2 separate regions of the Rattus norvegicus genome follow, and region 2 is linked to region 1. Evidence: chromatin contacts called from public Hi-C data. All regions are on one chromosome and are shown on one strand. The core of a region is the stretch at or near the end of the contact, and the rest is flanking DNA. Distances in the headings are between cores, read along the strand shown.

Region 1 (5,189 bases), core at 576-3,075:
GCAAACATTCGCGGTTCACAAATAACACCTTTTCTTTAAAAAGGAAAAAAAAATCTGTAGCTTTTGCTCTGTCTTTAATTTGGCCACTTAACGTTTCAGAGGGAAACTCTAATGTAGGCTCAGTTTTTTGATCTTTGTAGCAGGTATAACAGGTGTTAAAATTAATTCAATTAAACCGAGCAAAACAACGGGAAAGCATGCGATAAACTACCAGGTTCTGCACAGGTTTTCAGAGTAGAAGGTGGCAAGGAATTGCACAGTCCTAGAACCCCAGGCACAGCCACTGAGGAAAAAAGGTTGGTAAGGGGATGAGTATGGGTGAGGATACTCTGGGGGGCGGGAGGAGGCGGGGAGAGGGTGCAGAGGAGGATGCTGGGAGTGCTGGATCTCACAACTTCCTTCCCACCAGCTGTTTCACTTCCGCATTGGGAGGCGAACTGAGAAACCTCTTCAGGTACCTTGAGATGTTTTCACCTTTTCCTTTCTTCAGGCAGAGTCATATACCACTCAGCCAGATCCGAAACTCTGCCTTTAACCACACATAGCTGGGATCTGCCTAGAACACTGCCTTTAAGGCCTTGTTCCCCACCCTCCACCTTCTAGATGTGGGCATTTCAGTCAGGAGCCACTATGCCCTGCTCCACTTTAAGATTAAGGGAATTTTCCTGCTATGATCTCTATTTGTCAGTGTTTATTGAATGACTGTGCTCACAAAAAATAAAAAGAATACATGGTCTCAATGAAATGAAGTCTGCACAGGAAAAAACTAAGGAAAAAGTATAAGGAAATATAGCAAAATTGTAACTCTGGGTGAATATTTTTAATTATTTCACCCAAATTTAGGAATATGTGCATTACCTTTAAAAAAAACCTGTATTTCTAGATCATCTCCATACATAACAGTATGCATAGTATATTTAAGTGTGTGTTTTTAACTTAGTTATGCAAAAACAATCCATGTAATAAAAAGATCTGGTACAGCCCTCCCTCTTTCCCCCACTCCCCTCCCCCCACACCCACTCAGGAACAAAAAGCCCCTCAGTGTTCTTATCTGATAGTGATTTCCCCTGATATATCTGTACCAAATTTTTATAAAAGAAGGGCTTAAGAAAAAAAGACCAGCTTCCGATCTGCGATAGGCCTACTCATGTGTTGGGTAGATCTAGGAACGCACACACCTTGCACCCCTGTGCCTCTGTTCCCCTCCAGAACTCAAAGTTAGACCCCGCCCTCATTCTTCCTCTTCCTGTGCCCAGGTGTTGGACTCCTTTCCTTTCAACTTATCCTTTCCCCACGTCTCTCCCTGCACCCGGGTCTCACTAATACACAGCCCAACTAACCTGGCCCTTGGCCCACATTGGACTGTTTCCTGTCCATTTTGTTAGCCTATCCCGGCAGAGGCCTGCAAGTTCCTGGAGGTCAGGGTGTGAGCATCTTTGTGCTCCTTTTCCAGGCAGAGCCCAGGCAGGTAGGTTGTCTACACATGCTATTAAACTTAAACTAGATAGGCGCTTTTCCTCACCCTGCCTTCTTCCCCACTTGCCCAAGGCTTCGAAATCAAACAAAGCCAAAAGGACCAGGAAACGCCCTGGAGGAGGAGGGGACCTGGGACCCGAGTCTCCTGTCTATCAGTAATTAGAGAGGTGGGGGAGGGGCTGTCCTTGGCACAGACAGGTCCTTAATGGCTGCTGCCCCAGAAACTGCCTTCAGATCGACAGCCAAGGGAATCGCGATGAAAAATTCATCAGCTTCTTTCTTTCCGCGGCCCAGCTGCGCCTAGTGGATGACCTCGGCGGGGGCAAGCCCGCTGTGAGTCACACCGTCTGGCCGCTTCGAGGGGGCCCAGCGCAGGCCAGCAGGGAGCACTGCACCGCTGGGCTGTGTGCATGAACCATGAACACATCCCTATGAGGCATAGACGGGACCACCGAGGTTTGGCTGCTGGGGACCAAAGACAATCCTTCTCCGACCTTTTGGTACAAGCTACTGGGAGCCAGCCAGAGGGTCACTCTGTAAACAGGCGCCTGCGTCCACCTTACCCATGTATTAAAGTATGTACACACTGCCCTACACAAGGCAGGACCTGTTTTCGAAGCAATACCAATTAGGTGGGCACCTGGGATCCCCTGTAATTGTAAAAATTCTAACCCTGACGACTGGTCCTCCTAAGTAGGCCTTACTTTCATGCCACCACCTCCAACCTTTCCTGGCCCCAAGCTCCCTCCTGAAGTTCTGGATGGGGTAGAACTCCAGGAGCCAACGCTACAGAACTGGGGTGGCCAGGGAGGATGACAGGAACCAGAGTTGGGGAAATGCCACTAAGTCGCAGGTTTCTGGAGGCCTCTCCAGCCCCTGCCATCTGGGCACTGCACAGACAGACGCTGCGTGGGTCCCTGGAGCTTGCCACCTCCGCGCCACACTGCCAGCCCTGCCTCTGCGGCTGCAGGAAAGCTCCACGTCCGAGATTGCTGGACTGTGGGTGGGGGGTGGGGAGCGGGAAGCGGGACTAAGCGCGGGAGGGGGTGCGCTCCTGGACTCTGCATTTTAAAGTTGTTTTCTTGCAATCAAACTTTAATAAGCACAAATGTCTGGCCTGCGGACCATACAATGTGGTGAGATGCCATGTTGGCCTCTTTGGAATCCGCAGCGTTTTTTGTGCTGTTCTGCGGGGGAATCAAATGTGGTGATTAGGAAAGTTTTATATTCAGGTCAGGCTTCCCCAGGACTAGAGAATGGGCTAGATCTTAGGCCAACATCGCCATCTGGTGGTAAAATCGAGGGACTCGAGCAGGTGTAGGGAGACCAGAAGGAATGATGTCATGGTCTGCAATGTTTTCTTGAGGGGAGGGATGCTGGCTGGCTACGGAACTAGTATTGCCTGATGCATTATTCCTCGGGTTTTGAGTTTTGCTGTATTCACGAGTGAATCACCAAGTAAGCAAGGGTTCTTCCTAGAACTAATACCTTCTGTTTCGCCCCGTTGCAGAATTAATTGAATTTAAACCTAAAAGAGCCAATGACTTTGACAGCCTTGAAGCAGGACTCCTTATATGATCTAAGTTGGTCACTTGACAGCCCCTCCCGAGGTGTTTCTCCCTCCGGAACTCAACTGCAGAATTATTCGTGTGTTCAGAGTGTGCTTACATTCTTCTAAGTTTCCATTCCTTCAAGCCTGAGGAACAGACTTCACACTACCTCTAAATATAGGGATCCATCCTCAGTAGCATCTCCCTGGCTACCTTAGTCAGTCCTCTTTTCTTTCCTTCACCAGGTCTGGATAGAAAGGCCAGCTCCCAGCTCCTTTGTGCTTCTGTCCTCAGTGTCCCTCTACCCTTTGCCCCTCTAGCCAACATCTGGCTGCAAGCACCTTTCTGCCTTTCCCTGCATCCCACCCAAGTCTAAGAAGAAAAGGTGGCCTGTGGTCGCTGAAGGGGCTGGCTGCACATCTTAAGATTCAGGTGAGTCCGCAATGCAGCTTAATTGTGAGCCAGTGTTGATTCCTGCACTGCAGATCTTCTCGGTTGTCTTCTCCTCTTTGGCTTTTTGTCTGTACAATACTTGGCTATTTCAGAAGCAAACCCTCCCACTTTCCAGACACTCTCGCTTCCTCAGTGTTGGCTCTTCTACCTTAAAGTAGTTGTGTCATCGTCTAGTCTTTTTATTCTCTTTTACTTCTGAGGAGGAGAAAAACAAACAAACCTTTTTATCTTTTCCAAACTCAGTGCATCTGCTTTTACCTGCAATGTAGAACTACTGACTGCAAGTAAACGGGGTGGGGGAGAAGAAGCCCCTAAGAAAATGTACAAAAGAACTTCTCTGAAGAATGAATAAAAATGCTGAATGCATTCACACACACACACACACACACACACACACACACACACACATATATATATGTATATATATATTTGAAAGGGAATAGTCAGAAGATTGAAAAACACAAAAAAATTTAAATGCTAGTAACAAGGAAAGATTGAAAAACAACATTTCACATAAGCTTCCCAGAAAATGCAACAAAAAGGCAAAAAGATGGCCAATTTTTAACCAAGAAAAGAGAAAAACAGTATCAGCTCCACAACTTGAGGAGATCGAGGTAAAATGGTACTGATCAAATGGGGTCCTTTATCTTTTTTTTTTTTTTTAGCCAAAACATTCTTGAAATTTATTCAACAAAAATTGTATTAAAACCATTGAAGACATAACAGAAACTTTGAGTGGTCACTAGAAGACATAGGCCCTGCCCACACACGGGCCTTCTGCTATCTCAAGAGATCACTGACTGCAATGTAGAGTACTCTGCCTTATACAATACCCAGTCCAGGCACAGGAAATTGGTGGGAGCATAGCATCCAGTTGCCCTCTTTAACACATACCTCACGCCTTTGTACAGGAGCAGTGGATGGTGGATAAGCACGCAAAGGGGGAAGGGACTCACCAGACAGCTGGGTCACCATGAGGTTAACAGATTAGGGGATGGTGTTCCAGAGCAGGGGGTAACCTGCCTCTGAACAGTAACAGGAAGGGGAAATGGGGGTCCATGTTGGGAGAGCCAGGAAGTCTTGCGGCAGGCACACCAAAAAACACACCAATGCCTAAGGAGACAGTGCTTGTGGGAGGCCATTCCCTGTGCCCCTCCACTGCTGTTCAAGAGCTTCAAGAGTTCCTAGTCTTAGGCTAGCTGCAGCACACAGGCACTCATTGCTGCCTGTGGCCCTGTGGACAGCATTGTTAGCAGGATCCGTTATATCACTGAGCAGCAATTACTGACACTTGCTTGGAAACGCCCCACCAAAAACCTATGGCAAAAAAAGGTTTAAAATCCTGTTAAGGCCAGAGAGATGGCTTGGTGAGTAGTTAAGAGAATTTGCGGTTCTCACAGAGGGCCTGGGTACCATTCTCAGCACCCACACGGTGGCTCACAAACATCTGGAACTCTACTTGTAGGGGATCTGATGCCCTCTTATGACCTCTGCTGAAACCAACATGCACATGATAAACACAGAGACATGCAGGCAAAATACTCATACACCTAAGATAAAATAAATAAACCTCTTTTTTATTATTTAAAAGAAGGTGTGATCTCTAAAAACAAAAGCAAACAAACAAACACCTGTGACTGCCTTCAACGGGATACCTAAAGAGAATGTGGTTGACCAAGTGCTCTGCAGAGGAGAGGTGGCAAGCTATCA
Region 2 (5,754 bases), core at 976-3,475, 450 kb before region 1:
TACTTGGTTACTTTAGGATACTTCGTGTTAGGAAGATTTATATGAACCCCTCAGTCTCTCAAGAGATGAATGCTCTCCAGACACCAGGGAAGCTCGCTAAGGCCACATCCAGATGGCATAAAATAACACTCTCCTAGGTGACCACTGGATGTTTGGCTTCTAGTGCTTGGAAGGTGTCTTGATAAGCTATCTACTGATGCTACCAGAAGTCAGTCTTGGTGCTGAGAAGCAGGTAACCCATCCCCCAAGCTTTCTTTTACCAACCCCCCTTCTCCGAGCAATTTGAGAAGAAATACCCTGTACTACCTGGACAATTAACTCTGTGCTCACTAACGCCGTGAACCAAGTAGGAAAAACAAGCCATGGTAACAGAAGCCAGAAAATTTGTCATCTTGGTGAGTGGGGAAGACCGTGAACAAGAAAAAGCAGGAAGGAACTTCCTGAAGACTGGGAATCCTCTATATTTTCATGTGGCTGGTGCTTATAACGGCATATGTATATTCGGCTATTGCTCTCCAGCTGTATACTTCAGCTTGCACATCCTACTGAATACAGTCACACCCCAGTGAATGACATTACTGCCCCCGATGCAGAAGGGACAGTGTAGGCAGTTTGCAAGCCTGACCCACTTTATTCTAAAGACACAGAGAGTTCTGAGTCTCTGTCTCTATCCCACATCTTTATCTTCCTCCACAAGTGTGTTTATACCACAGGTTATATTTATATCTGCCGTCACATCTATATATTTAAATAAGGAGAGAAGAGGAGTGTTACATGTTCGAGACTATATATAGAATGGCTTGCTTCTTTCAAAGAACAGGAGGATCCTAGCTCTATTATGTCTTTTGGACACCCCTTTTCCCAGACACACATATACACAGTCTGGCTACCTGACTAAGCCCTTTGCCCTCCTTTCTTGTCTGAGATATGATGTTCACTGACCTTGATGGTGACCTTGGGGATAGTCAGCACTATGGACTTCTGCTTGGCCAGGACGACCCTGGTCTCGTTGATGCGTGCAGTGACGAAGAAGTGCAGGAGGCCCTGTTCCAGAAGGTAGCTCATATACTCGCCTGCTCTGATCAGCACCTCCTTTTTCTCTACTGGAGGGAGGAAAAACCAACAAGGCTGACATCAAGACCTGGACAAGATGGCATATGGCTTACTTTTCCTCTCCCATCTGCCCCACGTTAGTACACAAGTCATTAGGAACACAGCAAAAGTTAGATACAAAAGTCAATCAGGGATGAGCTCTCCTGTCTGGTGAGCGAGGAAAGCATACATTGGAAATGTAAGTCAGTGAGGTCTTACTGCAAAAGGAGTTGTCAGACTTTCCAAGCATTGTTTTCATTGCTGTAAAATGGGAAGCATAAACAGAGATATTAAAGGTAGAGCCTAGGAACTTCAATCATGGGGACTTCGATCTGGGCCAAGGCAATCCCAAGATGGCGGAAAAGGAGCATAGAGCTTTCTCTCTCCTCTTTATGATTGGGAAGACCTCTGTGTTGAAACCCTACTGTAAGCTTTCAGAGTAGAGGACAAGCCCTGCAGAATGGCATGGGGGCTGGGAGTAGTCTCACTACCCTTTCAATCTCCACTGGGGCTGAGAATGCACAGTTGTATCTGTAGCCTGGGTCCATTTGCTCTGTGGCTCCATTTCCCATAGCCTGGGATTGTAGAGCCCAAGGGGCAGTTCTGCAGGCTGAGCCCAGGTAGGTATGTCCTTAGAGACAGTGCATTTTACCCCCTGATGTTACCAAGGATAGTAATAAACAGTGGTTTTCTTCTGGTTTTTCTTGGGGGAGTTTGACTACTGGGTTTCCTTAGGGTAGCAAGATTTGTCCATCTCCTTTTGACCCATCTTTGTAGAGGCTCTTATCACCACTTATAGTCTCAGCCTCAGGGCTCCCTTCTTCTTGGAGGCAGCCCATTCTCTCAATCATGGCCCAGAAGAAATGGGGCTGTGCATTCAGGCCCCAGAGAGCAGTGCTCCTGAAATAGTCCATTACATAAGTGCCATGTTTTGCCACCGCACAAGAAATTGTTCTAGATAAAGTTTATTAAACGCGGCAAGAGAAGGAGGAATAGATTTTCACTGTATGAGTGGTGGAGATGGGAGGCTGCCAACATCATTTATGGTGTCTGGGGAAAGCCAAGGGAGACACAGGCTGGAGCTGCCTCATCTCTTCCAAAAAGCAAAGAAACTAAATTTAGCCAAGTGACAATGACAACACCTTTGAAGGTACTGAGTGGTTGAAGTTATTCAAATCTCCCAAGCTGACTCTAGCCCACACACTCCCTTTAATCACCAATCTGAAAAGTCTGCTTCCCATTCTCCTTAGAAAATTTTATTTGCAACAGAGGCACTGAAGGATGCTTGATTAGGGTTAGAAGTGTGTGATTTTGCAAAAGACTAGGATTTAATTTAGATTGCAACATGCGTTACATTGCGTGCAATTGACGCCACATTAATTAGTAAATTAGCAAAAGAACAATGAAGTTCTAATTCTCTTGACGTTATCTTGGACAAGGCCTCGGTGGTGTAACTGATGGAGCTGTATTAAAATTGACTTGGACTTAGGTTTGATCCCTACATGAATGACTTAGTAGAGAAATACATTACATCACTCTAATCCATTAACTCATATAAAGTTATCCCCCTATTTTTAATTTTTGCAGGGCAAAACATTTATTTTGGCTTATGATTTGAGGGCATTACAGTCCACAATGGTGGGGAAGGCCCAGAAGCAAGCCTGAGGCTGTAGTGTCTGGTTGTGCTGCTTCTGCAGCCAGGGAATGGCTTGAGTCCATCCTTTAATTTGGTTAAGGAGTCAAGGAAGATTGAAAGAGTGCATGTGAGGTTAGAAAGGGGGCTGTACTCTATTTCTGGTGTAGAGAGATGTGATGATTATAGACAATTCCACACAAGGCCCCTGTTCACACCCATTGGTTCAATGTTCCTGCCCAGTGGGGATCTAGGCTCTGTAACCTTCGTGTTTTTAATCATGTTAACCCAGCCTGAGTTTTCCACTATGTTGGAAGGTAACAGGAGTGCCAAGGCATTTCACCACTGTCATTCATGGAGTTTCCTCCACTCCTTCCTCTTCTGTACACAGCCAATCAAGAGGACTCTTCAGAACATGTGCAAATAGGACTTGCTCTTAGCACTGTCAGCAGGACCACCACATTCCAGCCGGATGATTGTTACAGCATCCTAACTGGTCTCCAAGCTCCATCCCTGCTTCTTCGAGTCCCTTCACAACACAGCCAGTGCAATCTTTCTTACGTTTTAATTTAGAAAATTATCACTGCGTGTGGGTCCAGGCATATGAGTGGAGACCGGAAGACAAGTTACAGGAGTTGGTTCTCTTCTTCCACTACGTGGAGGATGGAACTCAGCTGGCTAGGCTTGGTGGCAGGGAATAAAGCTAAAGTTTGTACGAGGGACAATACTCATTCTGTGAGTTAAGCCCATCACTTTTCATTGGCTGCTTTTGTTCCTGTTTGAGCCTGGTTTTGTTATTGTACCCGAATGACAGAGGCTTGGAAATTTATAAAGAGAATAGATTTAGTTGTCTCATAATATTAGTGGTTGGAGCATCCAAACAGCATGGTGCTGGCATAATAGGAAAGGAACTGGGTATGTTCACAAGGGACCATGCTTGCAAAACAGTCCTCTTTTATAATAAGCTGCTCTCCCAGGAACTGACTCACTTCACAGACCAGTACCAACCCGTCCAAGGTCAATTAGGATCACATATCCTAGTCATTTTCCACAAGGCTCTGCCTCTTAAAGGCTCCTCCTTCTCCCATCATCAGTTATCACACTGATAACAAGAATGGTTCTTCATCCTCTGTGTCTCATTGTGCACATTAGATGTCCTATGATACCAATGGGATTCTTCTGGCTGGAATAACCTTTGTCAGGTCTCTGTTCCACAATACCCTATTAGAGAGATTTATTTTGTGGTTGTAATGCCTGCAAGGCTAACAGGCCTCTCCCTCTTAGTCTATTTTGTATTTTTTTCTATTACACATATAACCAGATAATACACCTGCTAGCTTGCTTGCTTCTTCATTGCCTGCTTCCCCTGTAAGACCAGAAACTCTGCAAAGATGTGCACTCCCCTGTGTCCAGCCTATGCTAGAACCTGGGTGCTCCAGTTTGCTTTCTGTTGCTGTGTTAAAATATCATGGCCAAAAATAACTTAGGGGGGAAAGGGATATTTGGCTACAGTGGAGAGAAGACAGGGTTGGAGCTCAAGGTAGGACCCTGGAGGCAGGGATGGAGGCAGAGAGCGAGGACAAGGACTGATTGCTGGCTTGCTTCCTTTGCTTGTGAGCCATCTTTGTTATATAGTCTAGTCATGGGTGGTACCACCTACTATGGGCTGGGCCCTTCTACATCGATTAGCAACCAAGAAAATGCCCCCACAGTCATGCTTACAGGCCAAATTGATGTAAACAATTCCTTTGTTAAGGTTTCCTCTTTCCAGGTATGCCTATCAATATTAGCCATGACATTGGCCTGACAGGGAACAATTCTGTAGTGTAGGTGATATTGCTCCCATATACAAATGAGGGTGAGAACCCAGATCGCTGAGGCAACCTGCCCCAGGACATACCCCTAGGGGTGAAACAGTCATGTCTTACATTCAGACTTGTCTAATTCCCAGAATAAATGTGTTCGCCTGTTCCCAGGAAGCATGGGCGCTGTTTGCCCTTTAGTCCTTCCTTCATGCTGACTACTCTTTTTGGTGAGAATACTTTTCTCTCCCTTGGAATTAAAAAAAAAACTCCAAATCTAGTTTCCAAAGAAAATGCCATGGTGATTTCTTGACTGCTAACTACATCATTGAAGCTAGAAATACTTGCCTCTTTCAATTTATTTTTCTTGGAATCCAAATTTTTAGGAATAGTTTTTCATTTTCTCTGGGAACACATCTCTGGTTCTTCTGGGGCTAGGGAGCTCAGGAACAACAGAGATGTGGGATTGGCTCGTTGCTGGGGTTGGGCCTGCTTGCTTGTCTCTGCTTTAGGAACAGTATTGCTTTGGTACCCCCTTTCTTCTTTTATTCAGGACCATGTGTTGGGTCCAGAGACACAGTGCCCCAAATTGTCAACTACTTTCCAGTTTTCTCTGACTCAGAGCTCTGCTTATAGAAGTTCTCTCTGTTAATTTTTTTGTGTGTGTGCCCAACTTAGGGCTGAATATCGAGTCCACCTAATACTCTCAGAAAAAATGAGAACTTTCAAAATTGCCATCCCCAGTGTATGCTGCAGCATGCTAGTCCTGCCTTGCTTCAAGATCCCAAATTCTTATGGCAATGAAAGGCTCAGATATTTGTATGGGAAGCAGGGAGAATAAATAGGAAAGAGAACCTACTAGGGATACCTCTGAGCAGACTTTGAGATGGCACCTAATATCTCTTAGGCTTCCTCTTCCTGTGGTCCTCCCTGGATCAGGCTGATCAGCCATATAAAACAGTTTTGAGGGAGGCAGATCTGGGGGTGGCTCATTGTATCAACCCCTAGCCACAGCATTGGACTAGAGTTTAGATCTCTAGTGTCTATGTTAGAGCTGGTCAGCCATGGAGACTGCCTGTAAGTGCAAGCAGAGATGGGATCACTAGTGGAAACTAGGTAAATAGGCTAGGTAGAATTGGTGAGATTCAGGTTTAGCGGGAGACTCTGCCTTAATATATAAGGTACAGAGGAATCACAGAAGTTGCCTGAGGTTGACATAGCCTGTGT

The links. Hi-C and Micro-C count contacts between places; a contact is called where the count stands out from the background.
Region 2: a contact with region 1 is called in a Hi-C map of frontal cortex, with 3 times the contacts expected there. The contact joins two enhancer-like sites. A contact is called at or near these places in 3 of 12 Hi-C or Micro-C datasets (frontal cortex, hepatocytes and liver).

Annotation. Positions count from the first base shown.
Region 1 is chr17:27,723,342-27,728,530 of GRCr8, reverse strand. All of the region lies in intron 1 of Tpi1l2 (triosephosphate isomerase 1 like 2), which reads left to right. Among named protein-coding and RNA genes, the nearest start is that of Ly86, 33 kb to the right of the region's middle. Within about 2 kb of position 1,825, at least 26 of the 93 cell types and tissues checked have an H3K27ac peak or open chromatin away from gene starts, as enhancers often do.
Region 2 is chr17:28,169,527-28,175,280 of GRCr8, reverse strand. All of the region lies in intron 1 of Tpi1l2 (triosephosphate isomerase 1 like 2), which reads left to right. F13a1 (coagulation factor XIII A1 chain) reads right to left here. Exons shown (of 15, transcript NM_021698.2): 13 at 943-1,103. Among named protein-coding and RNA genes, the nearest start is that of Tpi1l2, 59 kb to the left of the region's middle. Within about 2 kb of position 2,225, at least 18 of the 93 cell types and tissues checked have an H3K27ac peak or open chromatin away from gene starts, as enhancers often do.